2 separate regions of the Hordeum vulgare genome follow, and region 1 is linked to region 2. Evidence: chromatin contacts called from public Hi-C data. All regions are on one chromosome and are shown on one strand. Each heading gives the region's core, a stretch centred on a gene start, on an enhancer-like site or on the middle of the called end of the contact. The rest is flanking DNA. Distances are from core to core; before and after follow the strand shown. Region 1 holds the start of LOC123425233 (septin and tuftelin-interacting protein 1 homolog 1-like). Region 2 holds the start of LOC123425230.

Region 1 (3,864 bases), core at 1,133-3,632, 320 kb after region 2:
GCCCTTATACCAATTCATTATCTCATTGAAATCAGGATTTGGTGAGCTCAGCCAATGGTACAAAACCAGCTGCCACTTGCTAAAGAAATCAACTTCCAACATATGGACCATATGGTGTACCGGGACAGCAGAAGCCCAGATCATAACCCAGTTAAACTGGTCAAACTTTTGGCTTGCTGGGTTAATCTGGAACTCCTGGAGTGCCATTTTCAGTTTAGGAATGATATAACGCACTATCAAGTCTTCCCAACTTGCTGGATCAAATACACCCTTCCATGGAGATAGCACAGCATAAGCTGATGAATCGTGAGCTTGCCATAATTGGAGGACACTACTCAGCTTGTACCGGATAGAGTGGCACAGTGTATCTATCCTTTGCCCTAGAGTTGGCAGCCATGGGTGTACCCATACATGGATTGGTACATTCTCGCTCCGCGGGTCCCAAGATTCAACTGCAGCTGTGAGCTTTGGCATTATTACATGCTCCAATATTGAATGGAGCACGATAGGGGGCAGCAACCGTTCCCATGACTCAAGAAAACGGAGCATTGGTTCTGGATCCCTAGCCTTCCATGAATTAGTTCCTGATATCCGCACAGCTGGTAGGATGACCTCACTGACCAGCTGTGCATATGGAGCCATTGATTCAGTAGCATCTGAGAAATCATATGGCTGGTCACCCTGCAGCAAATCCTTCCACGATGACATGACCTCCAAGCCAAACAATGGATTCTGCAGCGGCTGCCACCCCTGAAATACCCGGATAAGTAGTGGATGCGCAAATCGGCAAGCAACCCAGGCAACACTGCAAATTTTGAACTCCTCCTCATATCGCAACTTCAATTCCTGGAAGGTCTTAAGCAACCCCCCCAGAGTGAGCAAACCAGCAGTGTCATCAACCCGGACCTTCTCCAGCACATTTGCAATTGTCTCCATAACTTGCAGCTGGTGTTTCTGCAAAGCCTCCTGCTTTGCTACTTTCTCCTTCTCACGCACCAAACTAGCCACCTTCTCCTGCTCCCGTCGCAGCTGCCCATCCAACCTGACAATATCAGCCTCAGTCTCATCAACAAGCAGCCGCACATTGTATTGCAACTCCGGCATTGGCACATCATTTGCCTCCATCTCATGTTCAGTACTCAACCCCTTCAAGTCTGTCAACACACGAGCCTGAGGCCCTCGCATGTCAATCACCTTTTGGACAAGTGTGGGCTGCTCATCCTGTTCCTGCTCGGCACGCCTTGCCAACAGCTCATTCTTAGTCAATACCTGATCCTTCTTCGCGCTGGCCTTCTTGGACCACCGTTGCTTTTCCTTCTTGGCAGGCGGTGGAGGAGGTGGGGGTGGCAAGTTTTCCTTGGGAGTGAAAGCTTTGGGCTCCTTAAACCCCTCGACGCTGCCGAGTCCAGCGTTCTTGGGGCGCAAGGTGGTCTCCACTGGTGCAGTGATTCCCTGAGCATTCTTGCCGAGGCCTTCTCCTCTCTTGTACCCCATCATAGCCATCATCTTAGCCACCTTGGTGTTGGACTCCAGGCTCCCAGGTGGCGGTGCCGGTTTTCCAGATTCAAACCCTGCCCCGGATGCACCGCGCCGGCGCTTGGCAGACTCCTGCTGCCGCTCCTTCTCCTCCCGCCTCGCGCGCGCACCCTCGGCGATCCGCTGCCCAAACCCCGTAGGCAGGCCCATGTACGGCTCCTGGTCGTCCTCTGCATCCTCCTGGGAGGCGGCGGCGGCCGAGGAGGATGCGGCCTGGCCAAGCCCAGACCTCTGCTGCTCCTCCTCCTCCTCTGGCTTTGGGGCACTGATGCCCTTGGAGACGAACTGCACGGGCCTGGTGAGGTCGGGCTCGGAGTCGTCGTTGCGGCGCTTGCGGCGCCGGCGCCGGCGCGACGCCTCGTCCTCCTCGGAGTCGTAGTCGGAGTCCCCCTCGGCGAAGACGCCGTAGACAGCGTCGTCGCGGGTCTGGGGCGCCCGCTGGCGGCGGCTCTTGTAGTAGAACTCCCCGTCGCGGTCGAAGCGGCCGCCCACGAAGTCGCCGTCCATGTCGAGGCGGTCCATGCCCTCGGCGTCCTCCTCCATGGCTCCGCCGCCTCTCGACCTGAGATTTTGACACGGGCGAATCTCGAATCAGAACCTAGGGTTTCACCGAGGGTTTCGGCCAATCAACACGATGGGACGGAGCAAGCGGGGGTGGGAACTGAAAAGGGGTGGCCGTATCTACCTTGCCGCCCGTGAAGCCTTGTCCGCCGGAGTTCGCCGCCGCCGCCGCCGCCGCCGAGCACACGTCGGGGTAGAGACGGAGGGAGGGAGCGCGTCGGGGGGACTATTCCACCAGCGACTGTTTTTCTTTTCCTTTTTCTTTTTTGAGCAAAACGAGAGACTGTCTTTTTTTTAGATCAAGCGGTCGGCTACACCGCTATAGCCCGCGTAAGGTCGGTTGTGTGTTATGGGCTTTACCATGAGGTGGTCCGATTCGGACTGTATGCAAAATATGCAATTGTGGGTTGCTGGAAACATGGGCTGATTTTATTTTATTTTATTAGGGGATTTTTCTTTTTTAATTTTTTTAGGGGAAGTGTGTTTGGGCCAACGTTGATGAGGAATTAGTCCAGCATATATATCGGACACAACCTATTTGATGCAGAGCAACTAATCAAAGAGGGATCCTTCAAAAGCATCTCCAAGGATCTCTCGGGGTGGACGTGTCGCGTTTTGAACGCTTCTTTCAGATTTTGTTTTTTATTTTTATTCATGTTTTTTTGATTTTTAAATGTTCTTTTGGCTCTGCGTATTTTCTTAGGTTTTGGACAAAAAAATTAGCGTAAAAATCATTTTTTTTATTTTACGAGAGGTACAAATTTACTTTTTTATGAAGACACGGAGACTATTTTTTTCTATTCAACGAGAGTCACGCATTTACGTATTTATTTTTACTGGAGGCATGAATTTTCTTCGGTGAGAGGTGTGACTATGCCTCTCGGAAAATGGAACACACATTTTTTTCTGCCGCGAGAGGCACGAGTTTACTTTTCGTGAAGGCACACATTTTTTCTGCCGTGAGAGGCACAACCGTGTCTCTCGCGGAAGAAAAAATCGCATTTTATCTACTGTTAGAGTCACGGATTTGTTCTATGAGAGGCTTGGAAAGGACAAAAACTGTGTTTTCTTTTTTCCCTTCAGTGAGAGACACAAATTTATTTCTCGTGAAGGCAAGGATTTGCTTATGCGAGAAGCATGATCGTGCCTCTCGCAAAAAGAAAAAAATACAAGTTCTATTTTTTTCTACTATGGGTGGCATGAATTTATTTGTTGTGGATGCACGGATTTGCTTCCGTCTGTGTGTGTGTGTGTTGGAGGGGGGGGGGCAGTGTCGTGTCTCTCTAAAAGGGGAAACGTGCTCCCGGTTTGGGTTTTTTCATCCGTTTTTTATAAAAAAAATATCAAAGCCTTTCAATATGAGGGGGGGGGGGGCAGTGTCGTGTCTCTCGAAAAGGGAAAAAACGTGCTCCTGGTTTGGGTTTTTTCATTCGTTTTTTATAAAAAAAATTATCAAAGCCTTTCAATATGAGATGTAATTTGAAGATATCGACGTGAGGAATCCAACGGTAAAATGATTCAAGATTTGAACGCACGGATTGGGAGATAAAAAGTTCTGAATAGACGGGTCTATGAAAAAAAACTTTTAATTTGCGACAAATGACATACATGTGGTAAAACAAACAACGTCGAAAAGTATGAGAGATATTTAGAGCAACTCTAGCAGACCCCGCATCCCGCCCCGGCCCGTAAAATAACCGCCAAAATGCGGGTCGGGACGGAAAAACCAGTCCGATGAGACCTCGCATCCCACCCCGGTCCGCAAAA
Region 2 (4,063 bases), core at 259-2,758:
ACTAAGGTTGTTGTTACCACATATGAGTAATAGTGCGAAAAAGAGAGGTGAACTCACAACCAATTCCAACCTCTATAAGCAGGAAAGAAGATAGCAACTATCATCAAAATTGGCATGCAGAGCCATAAGGGCAATAAGCACAACAACAGCTTTGCACCAATACCACTCGTGTAGAAGTGTACAACACTAAATCTCACCGTATCAAACCCTTGGTGTGACCTCGCGAGGTTCTCGTAATTCTTGTAGTGCTTCAGCCTCATCTTGCGATACTGATCTCTACTGTATTTTAACCTCTCCCATGGTATCCCTTGCATGTCTTTTCCATTTCTGTACTCCAAGGCTGATGTATCATTCTTATGCTTATTCTACAGAAAGAACAAAAATTGAGGTATTAATAACCTTGAAACAAAGGAAATAATGCATTTGTTTATACAAACCGAAACAATCCAAAGTAATCTAACAAAAAGGGAAAGTAACATGTCCAGAAAGGCTCAAGTATATACATACATGTTATACTGTCGCAGAGAAAACTGCTCCATAATCTCAGAAATCATAAATGTCCATGTGCACATTCCTACATCATGATTTAGTAGGTATCCCAGTTGTTGGCTTGTTGCCATCACCTATGTCCACCTCAACAGTGATGTTTTATTTAGGCAGGCACTCCAAAAGCTAATTTATTTAGCACTAAAATTTCCCTTTAGTGCCAACCATTTCCACTAGGTAGGGCCATCGGCAACGTCTACAAATGTTACGTATGCTACATGTTCCGTCGCTGAATTGCAAACATGCTTTATTTAGCTTTAGCGGAACTAATGTGTGGTTTGCACGTAACATCACTCCAGCACCCATCTGCTTCCGTGTCGAAGCAACACACACCACTCAAGAAACTTGTACCGGCACCTGGTTAAGCATACCGGGCTGGAGGGATGGCCGGAGACGCCGAACCCGTCGGAGTCGAAGTGGTCGTCTTGCAGGTCCTCCAAATCGTCGTTCAAATACACGGCCATCGTCCCTGCCAAGGAAACCACGGGAATCGCGTGAATTCCGGAAATGAACCGAGAAAACTCTGGCAAGGAAAAATCGCAGCCTTGGAGCTGCCGGCGGCCGGCCAGAACCCCCCAAACCACCGCCAGTGAACCCAGAGCAGCGGAGCAACCCAGCGCGGCAGGTAGGGAGGGGGGGGGGGGATCACACATTCAGACACAGCAAGACCAAATAATCAGCGGAAAAACACGGGCGCCGACGGCAGCGGGATGTGTTTACCTCCCTGGGAGCCGGAGGCCTGTGGCGGGCGGTCCTACTGGCCAGCACAGCAGCTCGAATCGTGCTCGAGGTCCCTGGAGGCTGGAGCCCTCAGGATTCGGAGAGGATTCGACGCGCGGGATGAAAATATCCCCTGTCGTTCGTTGGTCTCCGAACAGAGAAGAATATCCCGGTGGAGGAAGTGGCGAAAGGGCAGAGAGAGGAACGGTGCGTGGGCAGAGGGGGAGGGAGGGCACCGCGTTAACCAGCCCGCGGCATTTCTAAATCTCCTTTTCAGCATTTTTTCTGTCAAGTGTCACACGTGTGATATGAATATATGACAACTTAGTAAGAAAAAAGGAAACGCTTCTACCCGACGCGTGGGCCGAATCGTTCGGCCGGTCGCGTGCGGGCCGCGTGCCTCGCTGGCAGATGCTTGCAGCATTTTTTCGTTGAATTTGTTGCAACCGTGTATTTTTTTGATACAAATGTTTTCCATGCAACTTTTTTTCTCGTGTAATTTGTTACATTTGTCCAGTAAAAGGCTGCATATATGTTTGGTTGCAATTCCAGTTCGTCGAATTTTTCGTTACAATCGATGTTTTTTACTTTTGCTACAACCGTGTTAATTTTGGCACATTCAGACACAGCAAGACCAAATAATCAGCGGAAAAACACGAGCGCAGGCGGCAGCGGGATGTGTTTACCTCCCTGGGAGTGGCGGACGGTCCTACTGGCCAGCACAACAGCTTGAATCGCGCTCGAGGTCCCTAGAGGCTGGAGCCCTCAGGATTCGAAGAGGATTCGACGCGCGGGATGAAAATATCCCGTGTCGTTCGTTGGTCTCCGAACAGAGAAGAATATCCCGGTGGAGGAAGTGGCGAAAGGGCAGAGAGAGGAGAAAAACGGTGCGTGGGCAGAGGGGAAGGGAGGGCACCGCGTTAACCAGCCCGCGACATTTCTAAATCTCTTTTTCAGCATTTTTTCTGGCAAGTGTCACACGTGTGATATGAATATATGACAACTTAGTAAAAAAAGAAACGCTCTTTCATAACAAGATTCAGCAAAGCGGCATTGATTTCGTATGACTCCGCACTAATGACGGGAGCAATCGGAGTACTAATAAAATCATTATTATTACTATTCGAGAAGTCACAAAGTTTGGTGTTTTCGTTCATGATGACTTCAGCAAACAAGCACACAAGCAAACAAAAAGTGGGCGAGAAAAAAAGGTGAACGAAAAAGGCAAATTGGTGAAGTGGGGGAGAGGAAAACGTGAGGCAACTGGCAAACAAAGTAAATGCAAGATATGAGTTTGCGACACTTACTTGGATGAGTTCTTGACTTGATCTTCCTCCCCGGCATAGGCGCCAGAAATCCTTCTGCTACTTCTCAAACAACAGCGCCAGAAATTGACACGTTGACGGAGGTTGGGCTTGCGTTGGTTTTTCTCTTAAAGAGGAAAGGGTGATGCAGCAAAGGAGCAGTAAGTATTTCCCTCAGTTTGAGAACCAAGGTATCGATCCAGAAGGAGGGTCTCGTCAAGTCCAGAGTACCTGCGCAAACACAAATAAGCTTGCATCCAACGCTTCAAAGGGGTTGTCGATCCCTTCAAGATTGTTTGCAAAGTGAGATCTGAAGGCGGAAAGTGAAACGAAGTAAAAAGTGTAAGGCTGAAAATATGTTGTGGAGTAGACCCTGGGGGCCATAGTGTTCACTAGATGCTTCTCTCAAAATAGCAAATATCACGGTGGGTGAACAAATTACTATCGAGCAATTGATAGAACCGCGCAAAGTCATGACGATATCTAAACCGCTCCCTTTCTTTACCATGCTTCCTAGAAGTGAAGTCATTCTTATCGTATCTCTTAGGTTGTTGGTTATCAGGATTAACCGTAGGTTCAATCTCCACATCCTCATCATTGCTAGGTTGAGCATTATTATGAACATCACTATCCATATTGTCACCAGGTTCATGTTCATCACCAGATTGTGTTTCTGCATCAGACTCAGAAATATCATTAGGTTCTTCAGGTGTGACAGTATTTGGTGAACTAGCATGTAGGTTTCTATCATCCTTCTTCTTCTCCTTAGGATGACTGGGTGTATCAGCATTAATTCCTTGAGAATATTGATCAATTCTCTTAGGATGACCTTCAGGATACAAAGGTTCCTAAGTCATTTTGCCTCCTCTAGTAATGACTTTGACAGAGTTGTCCTTTAATTCATTGAGCAGGTCATTCTGAGCTTTAAGTACTTGTTCTACCTGAGTAGTAATCATATAGGCATGTTTACTCAGAAGCTTCAGATCATTAACATTTCTGTCTACACAAGCACTTAAATGGCTAAGCATACGAGTACTTTGTTCCAAATGTCTACTAACATAATCATTGAAACTTTGTTGTTTGGCAACAAAGTTGTCAAATTCATCAAAGCATAGGCTAGCAGGTTTGTCAAAAGGAATATCACCCTCATCAAACCTACGCAGAGAATTCACTTCTACTACTATTATCGGGTTATCGAGACCATGGATCTCTTCGATAGGTGGTAGATTTTCGACATCTTCAGATCTAATGCCTTTCTCTTGCATAGATTTCTTGGCTTCTTGCATATCTTCGGGACTAAGGAATAGAATACCTCTTTTCTTAGGAGTTGGCTTAAGAGGTGGTTCGGGAATAGTCCAAGCATTATCATTGATCAAGATGTTATTCAGTAGGGTCTCAGCTTGTTCTACAGTTCGTTCCCTAAAAACACAACTGGCACAACTATCTAGGTGGTGTCTAGAGGCATCGGGAAGTCCGTTATAGAAGATATCAAG

What was found. Hi-C and Micro-C count contacts between places; a contact is called where the count stands out from the background.
Region 1: a Hi-C map of leaf shows a contact between it and region 2, with 4 times the contacts expected there. The contact joins the promoter of LOC123425233 here to the promoter of LOC123425230 in region 2. A contact is called at or near these places in 3 of 6 Hi-C or Micro-C datasets (leaf and seedling).

What each region holds. Positions count from the first base shown.
Region 1 is chr2H:89,256,434-89,260,297 of MorexV3_pseudomolecules_assembly, forward strand. LOC123425233 (septin and tuftelin-interacting protein 1 homolog 1-like) reads right to left here and starts at 2,383. Exons shown (of 2, transcript XM_045108911.1): 1 at 2,222-2,383; 2 at 1-2,098. The coding sequence starts at 2,079.
Region 2 is chr2H:88,938,991-88,943,053 of MorexV3_pseudomolecules_assembly, forward strand. LOC123425230 reads right to left here and starts at 1,509. Exons shown (of 10, transcript XM_045108903.1): 1 at 1,267-1,509; 2 at 918-1,015; 3 at 198-365. The coding sequence starts at 1,010.